Regions from separate parts of the Oryctolagus cuniculus genome. Here region 1 is linked to region 2. A link is a contact called in public Micro-C data. All regions are on one chromosome and are shown on one strand. The core of a region is the stretch at or near the end of the contact, and the rest is flanking DNA. Distances in the headings are between cores, read along the strand shown. Region 1 holds the start of SELENOS (selenoprotein S). Region 2 holds the start of ASB7 (ankyrin repeat and SOCS box containing 7).

What was found. A called contact is a pair of places that touch in the nucleus more often than the background predicts.
Region 1: a Micro-C map of ear pinna shows a contact between it and region 2, with 5 times the contacts expected there. The contact joins the promoter of SELENOS here to the promoter of ASB7 in region 2. A contact is called at or near these places in 2 of 6 Hi-C or Micro-C datasets (ear pinna and an unstated tissue).

What each region holds. Positions count from the first base shown.
Region 1 is chr12:10,470,870-10,475,958 of mOryCun1.1, forward strand. It overlaps SELENOS (selenoprotein S), which reads right to left and starts at 3,433. Exons shown (of 7, transcript XM_070053318.1): 1 at 3,260-3,433; 2 at 2,794-2,928; 3 at 1,773-1,879. The coding sequence starts at 3,335.
Region 2 is chr12:9,936,966-9,941,706 of mOryCun1.1, forward strand. ASB7 (ankyrin repeat and SOCS box containing 7) reads left to right here and starts at 3,373. Exons shown (of 7, transcript XM_008248763.4): 1 at 3,373-4,034; 2 at 4,123-4,170. LINS1 (lines homolog 1) reads right to left here and starts at 3,229. Exons shown (of 9, transcript XM_051822935.2): 1 at 3,122-3,229.

The sequences.
Region 1 (5,089 bases), core at 2,183-4,682, 530 kb after region 2:
GGAACCTCCAGGACATGTCCGGGCAGTGGGTGGCAAGGGAGCACGGGGACAGACTTTATTTCCAGGGCACAGATGCATGTTTTTTAAGCCTCACGTGTGACTTTAAGAAGTTCAACGAATGAGGGACATTTGAAGTCAGTGAGTAAGGGGAAGGCGGCTGCCGAGGCGCGGCAACCAAGGGCCTGGTGCGCGTGGTCTTGCTCCGGCCTTTCCAGCCCGAGCAGACGGCCGTGCAGAAGCAGCACCAGCCGCCAGCAGTGGCAGAGGGGCATGGGGCCCTGGAGACTCCAGAGGGGCACCAGCAAGTCCAGAGTCCGGTCAGACGCTCTGCTGCCAAGCAGCTTCCTTCTGAAGGGACAAAGAGGGCCCGGCAACACCTGGACCCAACCGGGAAGTAGGAGTCCACACGTGGCCGTTTCAACGGCACAGACCGGGGCATGGCGGGCAGGCACCCCCCTCCCTGAGAATGCACCGCCTCTCCATCCCTCCATCTCTCCTCCTTCCCTCCACCCCACAATCCTCTCCTTCCCCCATCCCTCCATTCCCCATCCCTCCTCCCCTCCACCCTTCCATGCCTCCATCCTCTCCACCCCTCCACTCCCCATCCCTCCATCCTTCCATCCCTCCTCCCCTCCATCCTCTCCACCCCTCCACTCCCCATCCCTCTATCCTTCCATCCCTCCTCCCCTCCATCCCTCCACCCCCCACCCTCTATCCCTCCATCCTCTCCTTCCCTCCATCCTCTCCACCCCCCACCTCTCCTTCCCTCCACCCCTTCACCCCTCCACTCCCCATCCCTCCATCCTTCCATCCCTCCATCCCTTCACCCCCACCCTCCTTCCCTCCATCCTCTCCACCCCTCCACTCCCCATCCCTCCATCCTTCCATCCCTCCTCCCCTCCATCCCTCCACCCCTCCATCTCCCACCCCTCCATCCTCTCCACCCCTCCATCCTCCACCCTTCCACTCCCCATCCCTCCATCCTTCCATCCCTCCACCCTTCCATCCCCTCCACCCTCCACCCCTCCATCTCTCCATCCCTTCACCCTCCACCCCTCCATCCTCTCCACCCCTCCATCTCTCCTCCCCTCCATCCCTCCAGCTGCCTGCAGCGTCCCCTGGTTCTTCCTCGGCTTCTCTGCTGACCTCCTCTTCCAATCAAATCCTGCATCCTAAAAAATCTTCCAAAACTGTATCCTCTGCTCCCACCTGCACCTGTTAGCACGACCCTTGCTTGAGCCGTCTGCTGTCCTCCAGGGCACCCCACCTCAGGGCCCTGTGACACCAGCTCACAGGGGCTACGGGGCGAGAGGCACAGCGTGTCTGTGTGTTCTGCAGCCCGAGACCCGGCCAGGATGCTGTGGGGTGACCAGCTCTGCGGAATGCACCAAGCAGGAAACACTGGAACAAAAGCCTCCTGTCTTTAAGAGTGCACACTGCACAACCAATGCACGCTGAGCCGCACCCAGCTCGGTGGGAGGGACTGCCACAGGGACTGCTCCCAACAGGCACGGGCGAGGGGACAACCTGCTCCTGCACTGTGGCAGCCACACAGCCGTCCCTCCACGCCACAGCACGTCTGCCTTGACGGCACCTGGATTTGCAAGTGGGCCCAAAATACCCACTGCACCTGATGGAATAGGCCCCTGTCCTGAAGCTTACAAACAACAACACAGATACACTCACACACTCACACACTCACACACACACACACACACACAGAGCTGTCATGAAGCCTCAGTTTCAGACGACAGAGCAAAACCAGCTCATACCTGTCTTAGCTTTTCCTTATGCTTTTCAACTTGCGCATTGAGTTCCTCTTGCATTTTCAGGCGAGCGGCTGCTAAAGCCTCCTGCCGTCTAACGACAACATCGGGTTCTAAAACGGCAGAAAAGACTTGAGGTTCAGCACCAGGTACAATTAAGATGGAAACCCGCATGCACATAGTAGAAGCAGAAAAGGTTTTCCCACAAGCAGCTCCGTCCTCTGCGTGTATTCTGCAGCTGAGGGGCAGGGGACTGGACCATCGCCCTACACTGCATCTGCAAGCGCAGGTCTCTGAGCCCCTCCCGGCAATGCCAACTACAGGGCTGTGGGGCAGTGGCCCCGCGAGCAACACGCAGGCGGTCTGCTGGCCGCAGTGAGACTCCGTTACACAATGGGGAGTCCTCCCTAGCAGGGTGGCCCGAATCCAGCTGTCAATCAAGGACAGAGTTTTCAGAATCCTCTTCCATCGTCTCAGCAGGTCAGGCCTGCGACAGACAGAGGTGAGGGCACTCTGGGGTTCCTTGACTAGAAGTGACCACCCCCGACGAAGCCCTCTCCTCTCTGGTCTGTATGTAGCCTGCACCTTCCCCTCCGGACCAACGACAGCTGGCTCTGCACAACCGCACCGCTGGCCGACGCGACCACGACCTCCGGGCCTGGCCGGCAGGTCTGGGACGCAGTGCCTAACCAGTGCAAGCGTCACCACTCAGGGGAACTAGAAATCGGGTCTGATGGGCGATGTCGTGACAATCAAAATGTGGCGCTCCATGCTCCTTGGCATAACTCGAGTTAGGAGGCAAACCCATCAAGGGTTCATTTTAACCCGTGCCGTAAACGAACCACCACTAACAGGCGCCGCCCTGAGTGCTGTGCGTACCATCCGGCCGATTTAAAATCCCAGAAATTAAAAAAAAAAAAAAAAGAAAAAAAAAAATACACCTCCCATGCCCCCGAAATCAAGTCCAGGCTCCCACGCCCCTAACAAGGACTAACTGGTGCAGGCTAACACGGGATCGCGCACTGACCCAGCGCGGCCTCGGCGCCGGCCAGCTGCCTCTGCCGCAGGCCCCGCAGGCGGGTGGACAGCTTCTGCAGGACGGCGTAGAGGACGATGCCGCTGAACAGGATGTACCAGCCGTAGCTCGCCAGCACCGAGCCCACTGCAAGGAAGAAGACAGCCTTCAGAATCGAGAGCCGCGCCCCCGCCCGTCCGCGGACCTCGGCGGGCCAGCCCGCAGGCTACAGCGCCGGGACCCCCGAGGAGCGAGGCCTCTCAGCCCCCTGGCAGGTGACAGCGCCGGGCGTCGGAGGCCCAGGACGGACCCGAGCGGGGCCCGGGGACAGACACCCGAGGGGCTCGCCCGCCGCGCCGGGTCCCCGCCGGCGTCAGCGCCCGGCCGCCGGTTAGGCCTCCCGGGGCCAGGGCCGCGGCAGCACCGGGCCACCCACCGAACATGGCGGCGCGCTGGGCCGCGGCCCGCGGCGACTCACCCGTGACGTGCAGGAAGCGCAGCCCCTCGGTCTCCAGCGCCGGCCGCGCGGACAGCAGCTCGCCTTCTCCCTCCATGACAGCCGCCGCCGCCCGGCCGGGACGCGTCGCCTCCAGCGGGCCGCTTCCGGCTCGTCGCTGCGTACACGTGGCGCGCCGGGACGCGACCGCGATCTCGTCCAATCGCGGCTCAGCTTGTGGCAGAGGGGGCGTGGTCGGGGGCGTGGTCAGCCCCGGAGCGGCGGAAACCCGCCCAACACGTCCCGGGCGGGGCCGGGCCCGCGGTGGGTGCGAGTGGCGACTGACCCCTTTTCCCTGATTTTTTTGCTGCATGCGTGCTTTCTTCCTGCTTGGACCCTGAGGCCCAGGAAGTGAGGATGCGCGCGGAGGTGGGATTTGCGTCCGTGTCCTTGGCCCGGGCGCACTGGGCAGCGGGACTCAGGGGCTGGCGACCCCCAGCCACCGAGGGCAGCCGCCTGCTGCCGGGCAAAAAAAAACCCCGCCGACCCTCGGGGTTCTCTGGATCAGTACCACGTGGGCCAGAGTCTTCTGCACGGTCTGGCTCTTAGCAGGTGTCCTGGGGCGTCATCCACGGCTCACGTGACACCGCTCATGCCCACCGTATCCACCGATTTGGAAATTTGACCTCAAGCCGTATTTATTTTTATTTCAGAGACTTGAGCACCCCCATCCCTGGGTCGCTGCCCACATGCCCGCAGTGTCCAGGGCTTGGCCGCGGAACTCCATCCAGGTCTCCTACGTGAACGGCGGGGATCCAGCCACTTCAGCTTCCACGGGCTGCTTCCCAGGGTTCCCGAGGGCAGGAAGCTGGGCTCGGGGACCCAGGGCTGGAACCTGCGCACTGCCACGTGAGATGCAGGTGTCTTGACCACTAGGCCACACCTGCACCCCGAGGGTTTCTTTGAGAAGCAGTTGAAGCACACATACCGACTTGTATTTCAAAAGAGTCGAGGTTCAGGAGCATAACGAATTGAGAAACTAGGGAACAGGTGGTAACATCAGAGTTTGCCACCTGTCGTCACCAGGGTGACTGCAGTACAGTGAGATGAGGCACAGACCCACTGCTCTTCCTTGCTGGTGTGCAGAGTCGTTGCCCGTCCCAGCATGCCCCGGGGGCTGGGAAGCAGATTCCCACTGTGGCACTGGAGGTCACGGGCCACATCAAGTCCAGGGCCCCTTCACCTGACAGCCACCTTGAAAATGGCCTGACACCGGGAGACGGAGGGCTCTGGATGTGGGAGCAGGCCTGGGAGGCTGGCCGAGTCTGGGGAGACTGGGAAGGGGTTTACTTGGTGCCTTGATGCCTTCCTCCCACTTGCAAAGCGATGAACCTTCACTCTGCTCCAGAGTCTTCTCACTTGGCATCTTGCTGGAACTCTGATTACTCCTTGGGGTTATGGTTGCGGTGTGGAGCCCTGGGTATCCTGCATGCAGACAACAGATCAGAGTGCCTGGCCTGTTATGCTGGGAAGGACATTAGGTGTGGGGTCACTGTTCACGGAAGCCACTGGTCAAGGCCTCTCTTCTCCCCGGAAGTTTTTGCTCAGAGAAGGGCTCACAGCACCGAAGTCGGAATCAATGCTTGGGAGCACAGTTTCATTTTTCCTTGGTGACTTGGCAGGACTGGCAGCCTGGGCTCACCCTTACAGTGTAGCTGGGAAACTAAGATACTCGGAGTAGCTGCGGAGGACAGGCCCAGTGCAGACACTGGCTACTGCCGGCCTGCCCCCACCCAGTGAATTCAGTCAGCCTGCACATCACGAAGCGCGGGTGTAAGTGCTTTGTTTCCTTGTTGACCCACATGCTCGTCT
Region 2 (4,741 bases), core at 2,123-4,622:
GAGGGAACAAATCAAATGCTATCCACAGTCTCTCTCAAAATGCCCACAATGGCTGGGGGGGGGGGGTGGGGTGGGGTGGAGAGAGCTGAGGCGAGAAGCCAGAGTTCAACCTGGGTCTCTCACGGGGTGTGGGGATCTAACTGCTTGAGCCACCTGAGCCATCAGCCGCTGCCTCCCAGGACCAGCATTAGCAGGAAGCTGGAATCGGGGGCTGGAGCTGGGAACTGAGCCCCGCCACTCAGATGTGGACTGCAGGCATTCCAACTGCCAGGCCGCACGCCAGCCCCTCAAAGCTGGACTTATGTGATTATTTTTTTCAGGAAGAATTATCTCGTTCTGAGCGTCACTGTTCCACACTCTGGGCAAAACCTCTCGTTTCAAGCTGCTCCCACACTCGGATGTATTTTCTTTCAAATATACCTTTAGATAACTGCACTTTCTGGGTGAATTCAGCTGTGCAGGGGTAGGGAGACTTTTCCCTGCCAAGGGCTGTTTGGGTATTTATAACATCACTCACAGGCCACACAAAGTTATCCGCTTAGAAATCAGCCTGCTACAGATTTACTGAATTTCAAGTCCTGCCGAAGGCCTCCTTGGCAAGGACAGACCACATGGTTCCACGGGCCTTACACGGTGTGCTGGCCGGAGAAGAAGGACTTTCATGTATGATTTGGAACCTGGCTCTTACTGAAACAGAACTTGGGTTTTCCACTCCGTGCCTGTGGTGAGGCTGTTCTTCCAAGAATTTGTATTTTCAGAAAAGTCTTACACAGATCAAGGGAAAGAGAACGTTGGGGCTCACCAGATGTGCATGCTAATTTAATTATCGATTAACTGATGCCCACGTCCCGCTACCATGCATGAGGGTCCCTCCAGAAAACGCACGTTTGGATGCCCCTCTTCCTACAAACCAGTGTGCTTTTCCATGTGTGATTTCATCGTTCAGTTCCTGGCCCAAGGGGCAAATCTTTAAAGGAAAAATGGGCATCTCAGACATTTCAGTCTTCCTGTGAAAAAATGGTTCTGCCAAAAACATGGTATTTCCCCAAAATACACGCCAACCCTTGACAAGTCAGCCTGTCCTGGAGTGGCTCCTCTCCCTCTGCAGGCTCAGCGCTCGGCCACCCTGCCGGGGTCCCCTCCTCCGGGGTCCCCTCCTCCGCTATCCTAAACGTGGCACCTGCAGGTGCTCAGTGCTCAGTCCCTCCATCCTGCCTCTCCTGAGATCTTCGGTTACTGCAGGTAGAGTTCCCTTCTCTGCAATGCTTGTATTTCAGATTTCAGGGTTTTTCTGATCTTGGAAATTCTGCAGGCTGGGAGCATCCCATTCCAAACCCCAAAATCAATGTTAAATGTGACGTTTTGGACATTTCAGGTTTTCAGACGAGGGACACTCAACCTGTACCCCCACCTTTAGGGCCTGGCTCTCTGCTGGGCTCAAGTCCCCGATGCCTCCTGGAGGCCCACAGGCCCCTTCCACGCAAACTCAACCCCTTCCATCCGCCCTCAAACTGGCTTTCTCCTGCACACCCCACCTGTCTCAACCCCCACCCCCCACCCCTTCCACCCTGGACACCTGCTGCAGGCGCCTCCCTGAGTGGCCGCATCTTGGCCCATCCTATGCCCACTGCCTTCTCAAAAGCCCTCAACTCTCCTAGGATAAAGTCCCCAAACCCATCAGCCGGTCTCCCTGGCTCTTCAAGATTGACTCCCGGGGTCTTCTCACCTCTGTGTCCCATAAATTAAACTCTTGGCTTGCTTTCTTTCTTTTTAAAGATGTATTTATTTACTTGAAGGTCAGAGTTACACACACACACACACACACACACACACGGGGGGGGGTCTTCCATCCATTGGTTCACTCCCCAATTGGCCACAATGGCCAGAGCTGCGTCAATCCAAAACCAGGAGCCAGGAGCCTCCTCCCGGTCTCCCACACAGGTGCAGGGACCCAAGGACTTGGGCCATCTTCCACTGCTTTCCCAGGCCACAGCAGAGAGCTGGTTTGGAAGTGGAGCAGCCGGGACTTGAACTGGCGCCCCCGTGGGATGCTGGCACCGCAGGCGAGGGCTTCACCTGCTAGGGCGCAGCGCTGGCCCCATAAGCTCTCGGGGGCACTTTAAGGGTGCCCAGGATGTGCTCCGCTTCCTCCCACCCGCCCGCACCCTTCCAGACAGACACCAGCAGCCCCGGAAAGCCTCCCGCATGTCGACTTCGGGGTCAGCCAGCGCGGCCGCACGCCCGGTCTGCCCCGGTCAGGGCGTCCACCTCCCCGCACGGCCGCCTGACCTCGATCAGGAGTTTCCCAGCACAGGACGGAGCCCAGGGCCCAGCTAAGCCATCCACGGGTAGCTCGTGTGCACGGCGCTGGGTATGACCGCGGGGGACAAACGCCACCCTTGGACCCCACCTGCCACAAAATGTCCGTGCATGTTTCTTCTATACACGGAGGAGGAAGGCTTTCTTTGAGGACACTGGACACGGTCAACTGTGATTGAACCCCAGCCCAGCCCATCCCTCGCACACTGCAGAGCAGCCAGGGACCTCCCCGCAGCCCCGCAGCCCCGCACCGCTCCCGTCCACGACGCCGGCCGTGCTTCTCGCAGCGTCTGTCAGGAGCAAAGCTCCCTCCGGAGGCCCTGCCGCGGAGCCCGCTCCAAGGTCACTTTCCAGCCGGCCACGACCCCCGACGTCCCGGCGCCCGGTCCCGGGCCATTGCGCGTTCGCCGCCTGCCCCGTCACGGTGAAGGCACAAACGTCGGGCCGGCGCCCGGGAACAGCCGCCGGGTCAGCACACCGCCGCGGACCCAGGAGACGCCTTCCCAGCCCGAGTCCGCGGCTCGCTCTCTCTGCCTTCCCCTCACACACGATTCCGAAAGGTCGCTACCCTTGCCGGAAAGCGCCCGGGCCGGCATCACCGGTCCTCCCTCCCACCCCCAGCCCGGTGGCTAACGGGGTCTCGGGGAACCACAGAGCGACCAGCGCCAGGCACCTGCGTCTCCCAAGCGCTGGGGAGCGACGGGTCAAGGCTCGCAACTGCCGCCTCCACAGCCTTTACGCCCCTCAGCCTGCCGCACGCACGCCGCCCCCGCCGCCGAGCCCAGCGAGAGCACCCGGTTACCTGCCCGGAACCCTGCTCACGGAACTCCGCACTCGCAACGCCATTCCATTGAGCCCTACCCTCTCCGGGCCACCGTAGTTCACGGAAAGTACACGATGGCCCCTCCCCCCGCATGCGCAGAGGCCGCGTTCAGCGTACCGCGTCTCTTAGCAACCGCTTCGAGTCCCCCCCGCCAGGGGCGGAGCCTCGGAAGCCACGGCGGGGAAGCCGCGGTGGGGGGGGGGGGAAGCAAGTGAGACCAATCAGAAACGAGTCCCAGCCCAGATCGGCACGCCTCCTCCAACTGTCGCGAATGCGCAGGCAGCTTTACGGCATCCAGGGGGTGGGGGCTGCCGGGGTAAGGAGGAGAGAAGGAAGCAACCAACCAACCAAGTCGCCCCCACCCCCCACCCCCACCCACCCCGGACCTGGTTTACGGCTCCGGGCTCAGGCTCCAGGGCGGCCGCTGATTGGTCGCTGAAGGCTTGGTCCCATCCCAGTGACCCCAAAGTGCTGGAGGGAGGGGGCGGGGGTGGCCCAGTGCAAAGTGCATCCCGAAAGCCCCCAGTCCGGAGACCCCGCTGCTGGCACTTGGGCCCCTGTATGACCCGGGACCTCGCTGTCCCGCGACCTCCTGGGTCCCTCCGCAGCTGGAAGCCTCCGGCCCGGAGTGCGGCAAGCCCCTGCTCCGAGCCCCTGGCCCGGGACTGCCCCCCCACCCGAGCCGGGACTTCCTCCCTGCACCCCTGCCCCGAGGCTGCCCGGCCGCCGGGACCGCCGCCCCGCGCCTGCTCGGCGGTGCGGATGCTCGGCGGCTCGGGGCCGTGAGGGGAGCCCCCGCGTCCGGCCCTGCCTGGGGTGTTTCTTCAATGGAGAAGTTGGCGAGTGTGGAGGAGACGCAAAGGAGGGAGAGGGGCCGCAGCTGAGGGGACAGGTAAAGTCAGTTACCTCCGCCGGGGGGCCGGGGCCGGCCGGGAGGGTGGGCGGGGGCGAGCCCCCTCCTCGCCGCTGCTGTTTTCCAGGTGGGAGCCGGCGGCGGCGGGGAGCCGGGCACCAGCATCTGCGGCCAGGTAAGGAGCCGGGCCTCCCCTCCCCCATTGTTCATCCCTGCCTCCCCCCCCCCCGCGCGGGGCTGCATTTGGGGGGCAGTTGCCTGGGAGTGCACCCTCTCCCGGCCCCGCTGCCCACGCGTGACCCCGGCGCCCCGATAACTCCTGCACGCCGGAGCCGGCTCTCACCCCTGCGAGGGCCCGGCCCCGTGTGTTTCCGCGTTTTGCATGAGCTCTGCCCTGTGGCTTTGAGAGGTTTCGGGTAGCGACCCCCGCTTCCTTGCTCTCGGAGGAATTCCTCAATTCCGTGTTAATTGCTCGTTAATTCTGAAGGACCCTGCGTGTTAATTAACCCGCAGTTTACTGCTCTCCCCGACCCCTTCCCGTGTCCCCTTGCCTCTTCCTCCACCAGGAAATCTTTGGGGTTTGCTAGGGGACGGCCTTTGGTAGGGGAAGGGAAATTAATGGCTTGTTTTAGGAAATAATTTTGATTTTTTTTCCTACTAAGAAGTGGATCTGTGCACCTTCCTCGTGCAGGCAGCAGTAGTGGGAGCACTTGGGGACCGTGAACTCGGCTTCTGGGTGACCGATA